Regions from separate parts of the Sus scrofa genome. Here region 2 is linked to region 1. The links are chromatin contacts, called in public HiChIP or PLAC-seq maps. All regions are on one chromosome and are shown on one strand. The core of a region is the stretch at or near the end of the contact, and the rest is flanking DNA. Distances in the headings are between cores, read along the strand shown. Region 1 overlaps MBD2 (methyl-CpG-binding domain protein 2). Region 2 holds the start of POLI (DNA polymerase iota).

Region 1 (3,740 bases), core at 602-3,101:
TTGATCTGTAAGAAAAATTTCATAGGAAGAATGACCCACAGTATTACCTAAGAAATATTCTGAAGCAAATGTGCTAGAATAAACTTCAGTGGAATATGTCATCACAAGAGAATTATAAGAATTCTAGAATACCTCTCAAAGAAGACAACATGTCACATTTTCTTAACCTCGCACTAACTGACCACATGAAAAGAAAAATAATCCATCAGGAAGTCAAAAGAGAAAAGCCTGGAAAACCAAGTAATTTACATTTTCCTCGAAAAGCAAAACTTCTGGCTGGGTCAAGTTCAAATCAACACACCCAAGTCTGTCACAACCTCCATGGTATTCTGCCGCCAGGGACTTCAAGACAACTGAAGACTGTATCAATATTCTTTTTCCACAATCATATAACTATTCCTGAAACACAATTCAAGGTATAGAATTCAGCCTACAGATGAAGAAAACGAGTAAAACTAGAATGTAACAGAATAGAAGGAAGCAAACAACAACCAGAACACAGCAGAGGAAAGAATACAAAATTATGTATTAACAAACCTCAGCTCTCATTCTAATCCAAATTTCCAAATATGCTCCATATCACAAAATAGCATGTAACCCTTGATACTGTCTAAAACTTGAATCATCTCTGCCCACTGCAAACATCTACCCCCATACCTGAGCTTCCTGTGCTGCCCTCTACTGCAGCATCACTATCTACCTACCAAGTCATCTTCAAGCTAGAAGGCCATATCACAATGTTCAATGCTCCATCCCTCAGCCCACACATCCAATATTAAGTCTAAATGCTCAAAGACTCCTCAATGCTGACAATATAGCTTTGCCTCCTTAATAAAACATTAAAAACCCTCAATCTATTCAGATATTTTTTTCCCTTTTTCCCACCAGCCTTAAAGACACCACACATTCTAAACTCAATGTTACCAGACTATGCTGTGGACCTCTGACTTTCAACCATGTCATTCCAAGGATGAGCACAAGCAATAAAACTATTAAATCCTCCGAGACCAGCTAAAATGTCACTCCATCTATGAAGTTGTCTGTTATTCTCCAAGTCCAGTTAGAAATAATTCTACTATCCCTGCAATTCTACTTCATCACAATTCTATACATTCCCTTTATTAGTCAAACAACCAAAAATTATGTCTCTTATTTAAACCCAAAAACATAATTGATATCAGCTAGCACTGACCAAAGTAACTTCTGAGAGCAAAAAAAACACCTACCAGTTGAATAGTTAAGAAAATGGTTCTCACTGCAGACACAATGGAATAGAAAATTCCATGCATATTTAAAACTTACATTGCCTGGAATTAAAAAAACTGAACTGGAAAGTATTCTCATGATTAATTTTACACTACCTAAGAAATGAAGTATTACTAGAAAACCCAAGTTAATGAAAAATTGGTAAAGATTACTCTGCTATCATGTCACATAATTACAGTTAATTTTAATTAAGCTAAAATAGTCATATGTCCAGTTACTGGTAAACAAGATTCTGATAAACTATTTGATATACAGATATAAGCATATGTACTGCACAGCTAAAAGTACTGGTTATACATACTGTCACCTTCAGAATATGGTACAAGCCATTTTCTTCTCCATAACTGCTATAGCTCATGCTAAGGAAAGTCAGCTGGGCTGCCCCGGGGATTTTAAGACCAACTACCTTCCTCTGCAGGAGGAGAAGGCAAGGCCCACGGGAATGGTTAAGCAGAAATTCTGTCCGTCGGGTAGGTACCATCTGTATAGTGGCAAAATGACTGGATGTGGTGGAGGAAGTCAATGGTAGATAAACAAAATGACTGTATGTCATTAAAGCTCTGGTCTTGTCCAGAGTGACTAAGTTATCATCTGTCTGCCCTCTAAGATGGCTGCTGTTAGGTAACAGTCTCAGACACGCCAGGACTTAACCTGACTAAGCTTTTATTCTAAAAGCATCAAATTGTAACTTAGGGAAATTACTTTTTTTTAAACTCCAGTAGACTAGTGAAGGATATTAGTCATTTTCAGTTTTCTCTGCCCAAAGCGATTACTTCTAATCCCAGTAACGAAATACTAATATTTCACTTTCAACCACAAAAAAATTCCCTACCAACTGCCCCCCTATACCGGCCTACCCAGAGCCAACCTGTGATCTCACCTTTAACTTATCCTCTGCTTTTTTTCAGGGGAAGAAAAGTAACTATTAAGTGAAAATCAAAAGCATGAGTTATATTTTTCCAGGTCATATAAGAACATTTTCATCACTTGAACTATGTCTTTGCTTGCTTTCATTTTGATTAAACTTTTGAAAGCACTTTTTTATTTTTTTGTATTGAAGCATAGTTGATTTAAAGTATTTCTTAAACCTAACCCTATCTTAGAGGTTTCTAACTATAGATTACCAAAAAGAAAGAAATTTTATTTGCCAAATGACTTTCAAATCTAAAAACAACTTAACTGAGATACCAGACAGACTTAAATAACGGTCACCTTAACTTAGTGATATTCCCACTGTCTCTCTATAAACTCATCTGTAATCGGCATTACCTGGGCTAGATAACTGTAGCATGCCCCGCCAGTCTATGACATGAAAATCAAATCTACTGCTACTTGCATGGGAAACTGCACTCTGAAAACGAGTAATAGAGCAGAATGGATTTTTTTTCATGTTACTTTGATAACATGGATAATCTTGATGTTTAGTCAAACCATTATAAGGAGACCAGAAGTCTGAGCAAACCATTTTCTAAAAGGATGCACTGTGGGGGTTGCAGCTCCCAGAGCAGAATAGGATGGACCGGCCTATAAGCAGCAAGGAGCACTGTGGACAGCAGACAGTTAGCTCTAGGGCTCAAGATCAAGTTCTGAGGAACATCACTCTCCAACAATATCAGGAAGGGCTTTGTGGGGAATAATAAACATTCTATAAGCTACAGCACTGGAAATGTTTGAGAATGAAACAACTTCCTATTTTTCCTATCTCTCTAAAAGTTAAAGTTTACTTGTTACTTACAAGGGTCTCCGTACTGTAAAAAAGATTTCTCCAACTTTAAATAACAATTACCTCCAGAAATCAAATTTTAGCTAAGACTAAAAATCTGAAGTTAAAATTATCTTTTTGTATGGAGGTATAAAACATAGTCATAAAACTGCCAAAACAATTAATTCAAAGAAATATATATGATTTTTTCAAATATACATGACATACACACAAAGAAAATCCATCAAAAATTCACCTCCCATATCCCCTTAACTCCTCTCCTCCTAAACTTTAAATGTAGGCCTTTCCCAAAATGATCATCAACCTTCCTCTATAGTTTATCCTGTATAGAATTTATGTACTCTTAATCTAGGACCCCCCCATCTCTGATCAATTACTAAATACAATTCCTCCATAATCACCTTTGAATCCACCCTTCTTTTCCATTTCCATTGCCACTGACTTCCTAAATCAACTCTTTATTATCGTAGATCTATATCACCAAGACAAGCTGACTTTCTTTATGCTAATTTCTCTGCATCCTTAACTATCCAGATTTCTCTTCCTAAATTACCACTATTACCACAATTCCAGTTTAAAAGCCTTCAATGGACTTCAGCCCATTAGCAAAAGGGAACCAAACATCCAAGGCCTGAATTTGAGATTTTTTTTTTTTCATCTCTTCTTCTCTTAACCTTTCAATCCTATTTTCCACTCCTCCTACAAAGTGACCTTTGCCCCAACCATACTGGTTTATTCAAGTATATTCTGA
Region 2 (3,740 bases), core at 515-3,014, 53 kb after region 1:
CACATATTAGCTCAAATAAATTTTAGTTTTATGCCTCTTAATATATCCAAGTTGCCCAGTGTTCAAAGCACCAAGGAAAATGGGCAAAGGGAATGGTTTCCTCTAGTGAAAAAGTATTCTTTTTTTTTTTTTTTTTTTTTTTTTTTTGCTTTTGAGGGCTGTACCCGCGACATATGGAGGTTCCCAGGCTAGGGGTCTAATTGTCTAATTGAAGCTACAGGTGCCGGCCTATACCACAGCCACGGCAACACCAGATTCTTAATTCACTGAGCAAGGCCAGGAATCGAACCTGGAAACTCATGCTTCCTCGTCAGATTTGTTTCCACTGCACCACAACGGGAACTCCTGAAAAAGTATTCTTAATGAATTTTTCTTTGTGAAAAACTCTGGTAAATGGATTTACCACTACTAGATTCACATAAGTAAGCATCTTACTCTCTGCTGGCCTATTTCACTTTTAGTCAAGGTGCTGAGTGTTTGTGAGCCTAGGGCTCTTTAAAAAGGATCTTTTTTTTTTTTTAATTTTTAATTTTTTTTTTTTTTATTTTAATGGCCAAACCTGTGGCTTATGGAAGTTCCCAGGTTAGGGGTCAAATTCAAACTACATCTGCAAACTTTACCACACCTTGCTGCAATGCCAGATCCTTAACCCTCTGAGGGAGGCCAGGGAACAAACCTGAACCCTCATGGATAAATGTGAGATTCCTAACATGCTGACCCACAACAGGAACTCAAGGAACTCTTAATCTGCCATGGTATTTCCCTGGTTTGTATCATTCTCAACATGGAGGAATTAAAACAAAGTACCTTAGTTGTCTACAAGTAATTGGACCCTTGAAGACAGCCAAAGAGGTACTTAGTGGCCAAAAAGGCCCTTAATCAAAAGCACTTTATCTACACCTATCAAACAGCAATCACAAAGAAGGCAGCATAGCTTTAAATTGGTGACTTAAATCCTAGACTGAAGACTTTTAGGGAATTGGTCCACAAGTCTTAAGAGTGGAATACCCCAAAAGGAAGACTTGGTCTCCAAACCACTGAGCCCCAGTTCTGCCTGTTATTCCTTCTTTATGGATATAGCAGCATGTCCTTGAGTGAGTTTCTCAAAGTTTTCACATCATATTTATAAGAGAAAATCCTGTTTAAAAAGACCCAAAGTATTGTGTGTATATATATATATATATATATATAACACACACAAGCGCCCCCCTCCCCCAGACATTTCCAAATTTTCTCTATTGGAAGAAACACACACACACACACTCTCACAGGCACAGAAGGCATCTCAACAGAAGGAAAGAGAATAGACACTTGCATGACACTATTTTGAACACATTGCAATATTACGTTATGTTAGTTTTCTTTCTTCCTTTTTTTTTTTTTTTTTTTTTTTTTTTTTTTTTTTTTTTTTTTGCTTTTTAGGGCCACACCAGCGGCGTAAGAGGTTCCCAGGCTAGGAGTCGAATCTGAGCTGTGGCCACTGGCCTACACCACAGCCACAGCCATGCCAGATTCCAGCTGCGCCTGTGATCTACACCACAGTTCACAGCAACAGTGGATCCTGACCCTCAACCCACCACTGATCCAGGTCAGGGATCGAACCCGCGTCTCCATGGATACTAGTCAGACTTGTTTCCCCTGAGCCACTAGGGAAACTCCTCATTTGTTCAATTAATTGCAGTACACTCAAGACAATCTTATCCAAAGCTCATGTATCAAAATCTTATTTAGTTTAGATGATTGAAAATTCAGGGATCTAATCTGTCACAGTCTCTTTGAATCAATCAACAAACGAAAATGCCACAAACTTTAATACATTTGCTAATGATATTAGTTTACGTGGTTACCTTGCTCTTATAATTTCCACCCTTTCCCCAACCCCCATCACCATAAACCATTTAGCGTCTAAGGGTTCGCAATTTTGCTAACAGTTGTTCAGAAGAACAAGCTGGCCTCTGAGTACAGATAAAGAGCTAAAATGTGTAGGGTGGGACTAACTCTTAAGACCTCAAAAAAAAAAGGAGCTGTTTGGAACCACAATTCCACACTCGGGCCTCGGCTGGGAGGGAGAGAACCTCTGCACGTGGGTCAGTAGGATTTCCCCGCCCGAGCGATCCTCCCCGCAGCAGGCAGGTCGGTTCCGAGAGCGCAGGCGTGAACCCGGAGCGGCTTCTCTGGAGACCAGGCGGAAGCGGCGGCGAGCAGAGCTGCGGTTGGCCGCCCGGGCGGGATGGAGAAGCAGGGGGTGGAGCCCGAGGAGGAAGGCAGCCGTGACGAGGGAGAGGACGCGGTTCGGGCCATGGAGCGGCCGGAGGCGGGGGCGGCATGTAGCTCGCCGGGTTCGTCCGGGCCTGAGGAGCCCGACGGCCTCGCTTGGTGTAAATTAATAGGGCGGGGCGGGGCGGGGCGGGGCGGGCGGTCGCCCGGGGCGGCGGCGGCGGCGGCGGCGGCCGTTGGGGTGCGACCGTCCCCGCCCCTTTCAGGTCCTTTCGTTTTCCCCGCACCGCCGAAATAGCTTCCCTTTGCTGCCTGGTGTTTGGAGGCGAAAACCCCCAAAAGGGCTGGCTTTGCCTAGGAGTAGGGTGGGCGCAGCAGTGTTAGTCCAGGGTGCATTTGTGATCCCTCAAACAGCCCCGTGAAAGCCAGAGAGGCCCCCAGGCGCTTTAGGTTGCAGAAGCGGGGAACCTTGTCGCCCGCTTGGCAAAACTCGGGCCTGGCCTCAGCCGGGATGGGAGGAGATGGCTCAGCGCCGAACCCGGGACGAGGCACGTCTGCTGTGGCCGCCTCTCCGGTGACCCAAGTACAGCTCTTGGGCCCTACCTTGTACCTCCCCAATCCCAGGGCCTGAGGTCAGGGCTCTCATTCCTTGCTCCCCCTGTCCCTTTTTAAAAACTTTAATTTTGGAATAGTTTTAGATTTGCCAAGAGAGGCACAAATAACTTTAATATCTTCATTTGTCAAAACTAAGAAGTTTTAACATTAGCATGGTGCTATTAACTAAAGGACAAGCATTATTCAGATTTTACCAGTTTTTCCCTGTTTTACCAGTTACTTTCCTGTTCTAGGATCTAAACCAGAATAGCACATTGCATTTAACCTGCCTTGTATTTAACTGGTGCTTAGAGCTGGCATCTCTTCTGCCCCCTCCCTCAGTTCGTGAACTACTTTTTAAAGTCCGGGAAATATTTACTCAGTGTTCCAATTTAGCAAGTATTGGTGGTCTGTTATATGCCAGGCTCTGTTATAGGTATGGGGTAACCAGAGTTTAACCAGATAATCCTGATCTTATATGGGAGTTAAATATAGTGTACTGGTTCTGTCTTCTGCTATTTGTATTTCAGATTATTTTTTTAATTTAAGGATGTGCCGCTTAGAATAGTTTTTAAGTTGGTTGAAAATCAGTGTTTAAACCTTTCTACCCCTTTCAATTTACTCTTAAGTTTTACTATAAACTTCCAAGTGCTAGGATTACCTCTGGAATCTTCTATCATTGATCATTTTTTTCCCTTAAATTTATAACTATCCTGAGAAAAATAGAGCACACAAAGAACTTCTAAGTAAATAAACAGGACTGAAAACCGTATGTGGCTGGAGTTTCTGTCATGCCTTTATAATTTTTAGATGCTTGGCACATGTAATAAATCCAGGGGAAAAACTTTTAAAATCACTCAGCATTCTTCTTTCTCTGTTGCCATGTTTTACGGAACTGGTCTTTGCTCAGAATTAATAAGCAGCCTGAA

Evidence for each region. HiChIP or PLAC-seq counts read pairs in DNA pulled down with a chosen protein or histone mark.
Region 2: a contact with region 1 is called in an H3K27ac HiChIP or PLAC-seq map of alveolar macrophages. The contact joins the promoter of POLI here to the enhancer-like site in region 1. A contact is called at or near these places in 1 of 5 promoter capture datasets (liver), 2 of 47 Hi-C or Micro-C datasets (blood and fibroblasts) and 1 of 2 datasets of contacts at active chromatin or transcription factors (alveolar macrophages).

Annotation. Positions count from the first base shown.
Region 1 is chr1:103,738,975-103,742,714 of Sscrofa11.1, forward strand. All of the region lies in intron 5 of MBD2 (methyl-CpG-binding domain protein 2), which reads right to left. Among named protein-coding and RNA genes, the nearest start is that of MBD2, 28 kb to the right of the region's middle. Within about 2 kb of position 1,852, at least 3 of the 83 cell types and tissues checked have an H3K27ac peak or open chromatin away from gene starts, as enhancers often do. A contact at or near this core is called in alveolar macrophages, where this site is marked.
Region 2 is chr1:103,792,015-103,795,754 of Sscrofa11.1, forward strand. It overlaps POLI (DNA polymerase iota), which reads left to right and starts at 1,765. Exons shown (of 10, transcript XM_021093321.1): 1 at 1,765-2,378. The coding sequence starts at 2,231.